Linked DNA regions of Sus scrofa: region 2 is linked to region 1. A link is a contact called in public Hi-C data. All regions are on one chromosome and are shown on one strand. Each heading gives the region's core, a stretch centred on a gene start, on an enhancer-like site or on the middle of the called end of the contact. The rest is flanking DNA. Distances are from core to core; before and after follow the strand shown. Region 1 holds the start of LOC110261352. Region 2 holds the start of PDCD5 (programmed cell death protein 5).

Region 1 (4,088 bases), core at 710-3,209:
TGAATTTCATAGTCTAAAATTTCTTAGCTGGCATCTAGCCTGAGAGACTATTTGAATTTGGCAGCTGCAATTAAGACATACGGTCTAACTAATGTTAACCAATATTCAGATTTAACATTTACTAGGGCACGTATGATGTGCCAAGCAATGGGCTGGCAGCTACCAAAATAAGTAAGAGGGAATCCTTGCCCTTGAGGTGCTCACAGACCAGAGAGTAGATTCTGTATATTACTTTAAATAATGCTGCCCTGCTTTTTTTTTTTTTTTTGCAGATGGGGACTCTGAGGCTCACAGATGTAAAGTAATAGCTGGTTGAAGAACTGGAATCCAGGCCTATCTGATTCTAAATCCATCCTTTCTCAATACACTAATTTTCCTCTTATTTCTTAGTAGGAACAGAAAAGTGGATGAAAATATCAATACTGGAAAGAGCAACAGTCCCTCACAGTTAGGCTCTATCAAACACTTTACTGTGTTTGAGCCTCATAACTCTTTGGGACAGGCTAGTGTGTTACACAACTCTACAAATAAGGAAACACTCAGGGCAGTTTAAGTGACTTACCCAAGGTTACATGGCTGTTAAGTGGCAGAGCCAGTGTCTTTCAAATCAATTCCTGAAATTAATACAGTCCCTTGGATCAATCTTCAAAATCCAGCTGTGGCCAAGAATGAAAGTATATAGTATCAAACATTTCTCTTTCTTGGTGAAACAAAGCAATGTTTTGTTTGTTTGTTTGTTTTCAGTATATAATTGCCCAATATTGCATGTCATAAAGAAATTCAGAGGAATGCTCATGCAACCAGATCACGTGACACAAATTTACAAAATTTACCTAACAAGCAGACTTCAGGATTTTGCGAAGGTTAGAAAAAACAGCTCTAGAAACTTCTCCAATAAATTGTGTATTTTATGTTTTAGCTCAGAATTTTTATCTAATTGACTCAAAATACTACCTACTGGTTCGATTGCTAGCACTTTCTAATGAAGAAACAATATATTGTACATTGCCCCTTTAACCTTAACCAAAAACAATCTAAAGGGTGATTCTGCACATCCAACAATTTTACAACTGAATGGCAGCCTGAAAAGATAAGACACAGTGGACTGACCTATATATCTTCTAATGCAGTTTCTTGCCCCTGTTCTACTTTTCTTTGCTACTGTTTATGTTAGCTTGAATGAACCTAAAAGATCAAAGAACGCGAATTCCTTTCACCTAGAATGCAACTTCATGATGATGGTTAAGTAAACAGTTCACTGCCAGGGCAGAAAGCACGTATTTGGCTTTCCTCTGAATTAATTTTAAACGGGTTAGTGAGGTAAAGGAATGTAGAGCCAGGCTTTCTCTTTTGATCAATGATGCAACCCATACACTGAGTCAGAATACTTTAGAAAGTACACACTCAAAGAGGTGATAAATCTAGTAATTGCCGGATAACGGAGATCAGACTGATAGCAAATTACAGCCCACTGCAGTAACTAAAAAGATCGCCTATGGGTTGGGATAGTGGCCTCGGCCTAATTAATCATCCAGGCCTTCCACACACAAACCATTCACTCCGGAAGCTCCCAGGTGTTAGAGGGTGGGAGCTTTTTCCAGTCATCTCTGGGGAGATCACTTCATCGAAGAGGTTCGAAATAGCTGTAGAAGACCAGGACTGTTTCTATGTACCAGCTTTTCCTACACCAAACAGCGGCTAAAGGGCTGGAGCGGTGGGGGTTGAGAAAAGTAATCAAAAGATGCAGTGAGGACACAGTTGTTCGCTCCATCCCTGCTGCCCTAAAGCGATTTCACATCTGCTGATGGGAAGGAAGCGACGCCTCGGCGGGCCTGCCTGCGGACCAGGCTGGTGAGCGGGAGGTTCCCCCCACCCCCAGCTGCAGGGCAAGCCCTGGGTCTCCACAGGCCTTGCCGTAGGCGGCACAGGGAACTGAAAAGAGCCACGGAACTTGGCGCATGTGGCGAGCACCGGTCGCGTGTCGGCCGGCTGAGGAGCAAGCGGGCGCCGGTAGAGGCCTGAGGGGAGGACGCACATGGCCCGCGGCGGCGCTAACAGCGGGCGGAGGGGCGGCCCCGGGGCGCGGTACCTGCGGTCGGGCGGCAGCTGCTGCTTCCGCGAGCCTCCTTTGGCCGGCCGGGAGCCTGGCCGTGCCCTCGCCCGGGTCCTCGCCCACCTCTCTCCCGGCTCTTTTCCCTCTTTTCCCCCGCTTTTCCTTTCCTCATCGGGAGCTCCAAAATGGCGGCGTTGGGAACAGATCACGTGAGCCCCGGGCAGGTCAGGTGACCCGAGTGGCGGGCGGCGGGGGCGGGGCGATGCTCAGGCCCCGCCCACTGGCATCCCGGGGGCGCTTGGCTGGGCCGGCGCGAAGACTGTATCCTGCCTTCTCAGTGCAATGCCCGGCACCTAGGCCGAGTTCATGTGCGGGTTGTCGCGTTTCCAATACCCCTGACGTTGTCTTCTCAGTGGTCGTTGGGTCTAGAAGTCAGTGAGTATTCACTTTGGACTCCCTCTATGTCTTCCAAACCTGCTGTGGGCTAGTTTTATAACCAATTAGCCTCTACCTGATCGCCTTTGAACAGTGGGCGTTGACATTCTTTTCAGCCCGCTGCTTCTGACTTAGTTACCGCTTTGGGTTGGGTTATAATCTTTTTGCGGTTCTTGGCCAAAATGCAGAGGTGCTATCTAGGTTCGTGGCTGGACCTCAAAGTGTGTCTGCTGCGGGGCAAAGCTGGCCCTGGAAGATTTATTTGTGGGAGAGATTGAGGGTTTTCAGGGAATGAACTCATCCTGGGGGTTGTAGGGCCAGACTTGGAGCTTGCTTGACTTAATAACACAGCCTCAGTCCTCTGAGGGCTCAGAGTGTGTGTCGTCTGGATCTGTTTTCCACGTACACTCCAGGGTCGTAAGCAGTCCTGTTCTGGTACCCCGCCTGACAGTAAAATGCAGTGTGAGTGAAGCAGTCCACCCAACTTCAGGAATGGTGGGCAGGTTTTATATAGTAGGAACTATACAGCAGGGTGCTTGTCTCTGGACTGAGCAGGTGGGCCGTGAACAGTAGGAGCAGGGCAAAAACACTGAAGATTCCAGGCGTGGTAATGGACTTGTGCATTGAGATACAGGCATTATGGATTTGGTTCTCAACTACTGCAGTAATGTGAGTTGCATGAAGTTTCTGGTTTCCCAGTGCATATAAAAGTTATGGTTATACTATACTGTATAAGTGTACAATAGCATTGTGCTTGCAAAACAGTATACATGCCTTTATTAAAAAATTCTTTATTGCTAAAACATGCTAACCATCATCAAGCCTTCACAGAGTCGTAATCTTTTTGCAATGATAACATCAAAGGTTATAGATCACTATAATAAATATAGTAATAACAATAAAGAAATATTGCAAGAATTACCCAGATGCGAGGCAGAGACACGAAGTGAGCAAACGCTGTTAAAAGTGGCACTGATAGACCAGCTTGGGGCAGGGGTGCCTCAAACCTGCAATTTGCAGAAAAAAAAAAAATGCAGTATCTGCAAAACTCAGTTTAAAAAAAGGTGCAATAAAACAAGTATCTCTCGGGGACTTCCAGGTGTACTTAAAGCAGTTTGGGCTCTCACTTATCAAGTGAAAAGAAGATCCAGTAAAACCTAGTCATTGTTCAAACAGGTCAGTAATTCCTGAGATAACGGTAAGTATCTCAGCTCAGGATACAAACTCACTTGAATGCGGGGGTGGGGAAACCCACGAAGTTAGAACCCTGCTTTTCCACAGAATTCTTTGCCAGTTGAACCAAAAAACTAAAAAGAAGGAAAAGTAAAGGGTTAAGTAATTTTTTTCAGTAGAAGAGATTGAGACTGGCATGGAAGGGTGGAAGGAAAAAAAAAAAAAGCAGAGATGCATAAAAAGGGAGAAAGAACAATGAGTGTGCAAATCTCTTCCCTTTTCCTTGTGAGCTGCTGACACAAACCCTCCTCATTTTAACTATCTGAAGAGAGGCTTTTTTTTTTTTTTTAAGTACTGGTTTAACTGTAATGTTTATGAATCTAAAAGTGGACAGAACAGGAATTAGAGGATTACTTGATCAGAGTAG
Region 2 (4,088 bases), core at 400-2,899, 210 kb before region 1:
GGGTGAAGGCTGTCAAAAAGTAAACTTCCAGTTATAAATAAGTCATGGGGATGTAGTACACAGCATGATGACTAGAGTTAATAATACTATATTGTAGGAGTTTTCTTGCAGCACATGGGGTTAAGGATCCAAGGATCCAGCTTGGCTACTGCAGTGGCTTGGGTCACTGCTGTGCCACAGGTTCAGTCCCAGGCCAGGGAACTTCCACATGCTGAGAGCATGACAAAAAAAAAAAAAAAAAAAAGTTTAAAAAATACTGTGTATTTGAAAGTTGCTAAGACAGTAAAAAAAGTTCTCATCACAAGAAAAAAATTATATGTATGGTAATAGATGTTCACTCGACTTATGGGGGGATCATTTCACAATATATACAAACAGGAAATGATTATGTTGTACACCTAAAACTAATGTTGTGTCTATTACTCGTTAACTTAATTTAAAAGGAGCTACTACATTAAAAAACTCAAAGTTCCAGCTCATACCTGTGCTTTGCTTCCTGTTGTGCTGCATCACCAGGATCCTGAAAAAATAATTTTATCTTTTAGGAATTTCACGGAGGAAGAAAAATAGGAACTGTTTGTTATCTCATAGAGGGGAGAAAAAAAAAACAAAACAGGAACGGTTCTAGATTGTTTCTGATGCCTAACAGGCTCCTGCGGTGGTAGAGATGGCAATAAATATAAAAAATAAAACAATAAAATAATAAAGCTTAGCTTCCACTTACTACACGTTCTGATAACCTTCTAAAGTCACAATCCAATAGAATGTTTTAGGATACAAACAACCATTAGGGAGAAGAGCCTCTGTACTATGAAACCGTATTTCATGTGGTAAGGATAATTTCTGGAAAGGAAAATTGTGATTTGGTATTGGGGACGTTGATAATTCAAACAGCGCTTCCTTCCAGACCATCCCGCTCCATCCCTAAAACGCTACTCCCCCCCTCTTTTCAAGATTAAGGCGTTTTAAAAACGGTACTAGAGTTCAGTGTCTGGCTCCTCCCTGGACCCGTCCCTGGGCCCGCTACAGCTTCAGCACCTGGCACAGAGCAGACCCTCAAAAAATGTTTGTCGAGCACTTGGGTCGGAAAAACTGAATTCTAGAAAATATTCGGCTAGAAGGGCTAGATTCAAGGCTAGATTCAAGAGCTAGAGGCACCGAACCCCGACGGGCTGAGCATTCTGCTTGGGACCAATGCCGGCCCTGAGGAGACCGACTCCCTGCCCAGCAGAGGCCTGCGCCAGACCCGCCCGGGACAACACGTGGTCCGCGTGCCGCCCGAACCCCTGTGCCGCGGAGTGGAGCCGAACCACCCCGGAGTCCGCGGGTGAGCGGAGGCGGGGTCCTCGGCCCCTGGGAAGAGCGCGGGCTGCGGCGCCTGCAGCCTCCGCCCGGGGCCGCGCCCTCCGCTTCGGGCGAGGGCGGCGCCCCGCAGGGGACGGGCCTGGCGGGCGGCCGGCGCGCTCACCCCATGCTTCGCCTGCAGCTCGGCCAGCCTCTGCTTCCTCAGCGCCTCGAGCTCCTCCTCAGCCATGGTGCGGCCGTCCCGGGCGAGCAGCCGCAACCACGCTTTGGCCCACTCAGAACTCCGGCTGCCCCTCGGCGCGCGCGCGCGGCCCTCACCACTGCGCAGGCGCCCGCAGCGCCCAGGCATCACCAATCCAACCCGAAGCCACGCCTCCAGCCCCAGCCAGGGCGCGGGGAGAGGCCCGATTCCACGATCGCAGGCGGTGAGGCACCGGGCAGAATCGCTGCGCGGGGCATTCCTTCTCCGGTCCCACGTCTCTTCTGCAAATCTGTGCTCTACGCGTGCCGGCCCCGTCCGAGCTAGAATCCGGCCCCTTGCAGGGAAAGATAATAACCTAGAAACAGGCCATCATCAACAAGCGTAATAGTGGGTAAAATTTGTTGGTGGCTTACAATGCGCTAGGCTCCTATCATCTCCATCAGATAAGGATCCGGGCGCTTAGAAAGGAGTGATGGAAAGGTCCTAAACCTGGATGGTGGTGATGGTTGCACAATTGTTAAATTTGCTCAAAAATATTAAATTTACATTTAAAATAGGTTGGGGGGCGCTGGAGCAAGTAAAGACTCCCTGGTCACCTTGCTATTAAGAAGCCAAGAGTTCCCACTGTGGCGCAGTACGTTAAGCATTCGACTGCAGCGCTTGGGGTGGCTGCTGAGGCCCAGGTTTGATCCCTGGTTGGGGAACTTAAATATGTAGCTTAAGAAAACCCAACAAACAAAAGGAGTTAAAACAGGCCTTACCTGAGAGGTTGGAGGAGGGGCTGTGGGATGTGGTGGTGTGTGGAATGTGGTGTGAACTCTGGTACACGCCTGACACTCCTCCCACCAACACACACACACACACCTCCCTGGAGGTAAAAGCAGGCCTTTGGAGTGGAGAAGTTGGTGGCATGTGTTGTTTTTTTCAGTTGTGGCAATATATAAAATTGACTATTTGAACCATTTTTAAGGGCGCAGTTCAGGAGTGTTAAATACATTCACCTTGTGTAATCTTTAGAACTCTTTTCATCTTGTAAAACTGAATCCATACCCTATAAATAACAACTCCTCAATCCTTTCTACCTTAGCCCTTAAACCATTCTATGAATTTGCCCATTGTAGGTACCCCCATAAGTGGGATCATACAACGTTTGTCCTTTTGTGACTAGATTATTTCCTCCATGTTGTAGCATGTGTTAGCATTTTCTTCCTTTTTAAGGGTGAATAATATTTTGTTATATATATTTTTTTAAAACACATTTCCTTTATTCATCACTCGAGGTGTTTCCTCTTATTGGTTCTCGTGAATGATGCTGTGGTGAACATTGACACATAACTCTTGGGTATAAAGAATTCATGTGCTTTGAATTTGACATTCTTAACCATTAAGGATGGCTTCTCTTTAATATGCGAACAGACAAGATTTTTGCGGGGAGAGATTGTGAAAATGGCAGTCTGGAGTCTTGTCTTCTGTTTCAGGGTGTCATGTTTTGAGATCCACTGTGGACAGTCATGCAGTGGGTGATGTGATGGGTCCTGTGACTCCCACTCACACAGGTCAGCCTTGGGTGGGGAGGAGACAGCCAGGTCAGCAGACACAAGGATTCTAAACTCATTCCCTAGATCAAAAACATGTTCTCAATGAATCAAATATTTAAAAGTTTAAAAGTTAAATTAGGAGTTCCCGTCGTGGCTCAGTGGTTAACGAATCCGACTAGGAACCATGAGGATGTGGGTTCGATCCCTGGCCTTGCTCAGTGGGTTAAGGATCCGGCGTTGCCATGAGCTGTGGTGTAGGTCTCGGACAAGGCTCGGATACCTAGTTGCTAAGGCTCTGGCCTCTGGCATAGGCCGGCAGCTACAGCTCCAATTTGACCACTACTAGCCTGGGAACCTCCATATGCCAAGGGTGCAGCCCTAGAAAAGACAAACAAATAAAACAACGATAAATTGGGTTTTTTTTGTCTTTTTGCTATTTCTTTGGGCCGCTCCCGCGGCATATGGAGGTTCCCAGGCTAGGGGTCGAATCGGAGCTGCAGCCACCGGCCTATGCCAGAGCCACAGCAACGCAGGATCCGAGCCGCGTCTGCAACATACACCACAGCTCACGGCAACGCCGGATCGTCAACCCACTGAGCAAGGCCAGGGACTGAACCCACAACCTCATGGTTCCTAGTCGGATCCATTAACCACTGCGCCACGATGGGAACTCCAATAAATTCTTTATGTAGTTGTGTGACTATTTTAGGGCAGAAATGAAAGGACTTTCTGTCAACACACCTGGGTTGGACCCCTCTTTGAACATATTTTCGTTTTCTTCATCAGCCTGATCAGGTTTTCTGTCTCTTTTCAAGGTTATTTTAATTGCTAGACAACCATTTCATTCAGGGTTTCATGTTTTAGAAATATCTGGCTATCACATCTGTATCTGTGGTTGTATACCTTTTAGGGATTGCTGATTTGATTGTTTTTTTAGGGGTTATTGTTTCTTCTTTGTGTTTTCTTTCTTTCTTTCTTTTTTTTTTTTTTTTTTTGCAATTTCTTGGGCTGCTCCCACGGCATATGGAGGTTCCTAGGCTAGG

The links. Hi-C and Micro-C count contacts between places; a contact is called where the count stands out from the background.
Region 2: a Hi-C map of skeletal muscle shows a contact between it and region 1, with 4 times the contacts expected there. The contact joins the promoter of PDCD5 here to the promoter of LOC110261352 in region 1. A contact is called at or near these places in 4 of 47 Hi-C or Micro-C datasets (liver, mesenteric adipose tissue, skeletal muscle and 1 more).

What each region holds. Positions count from the first base shown.
Region 1 is chr6:42,272,375-42,276,462 of Sscrofa11.1, reverse strand. It overlaps LOC110261352, which reads left to right and starts at 1,959. Exons shown (of 7, transcript XM_021097538.1): 1 at 1,959-2,488. The coding sequence starts at 1,959. It overlaps ZNF507 (zinc finger protein 507), which reads right to left and starts at 2,271. Exons shown (of 6, transcript XM_003127012.5): 1 at 2,090-2,271. The coding sequence starts at 2,225.
Region 2 is chr6:42,481,214-42,485,301 of Sscrofa11.1, reverse strand. It overlaps PDCD5 (programmed cell death protein 5), which reads right to left and starts at 1,649. Exons shown (of 6, transcript XM_005655804.3): 1 at 1,469-1,649; 2 at 483-520. The coding sequence starts at 1,534.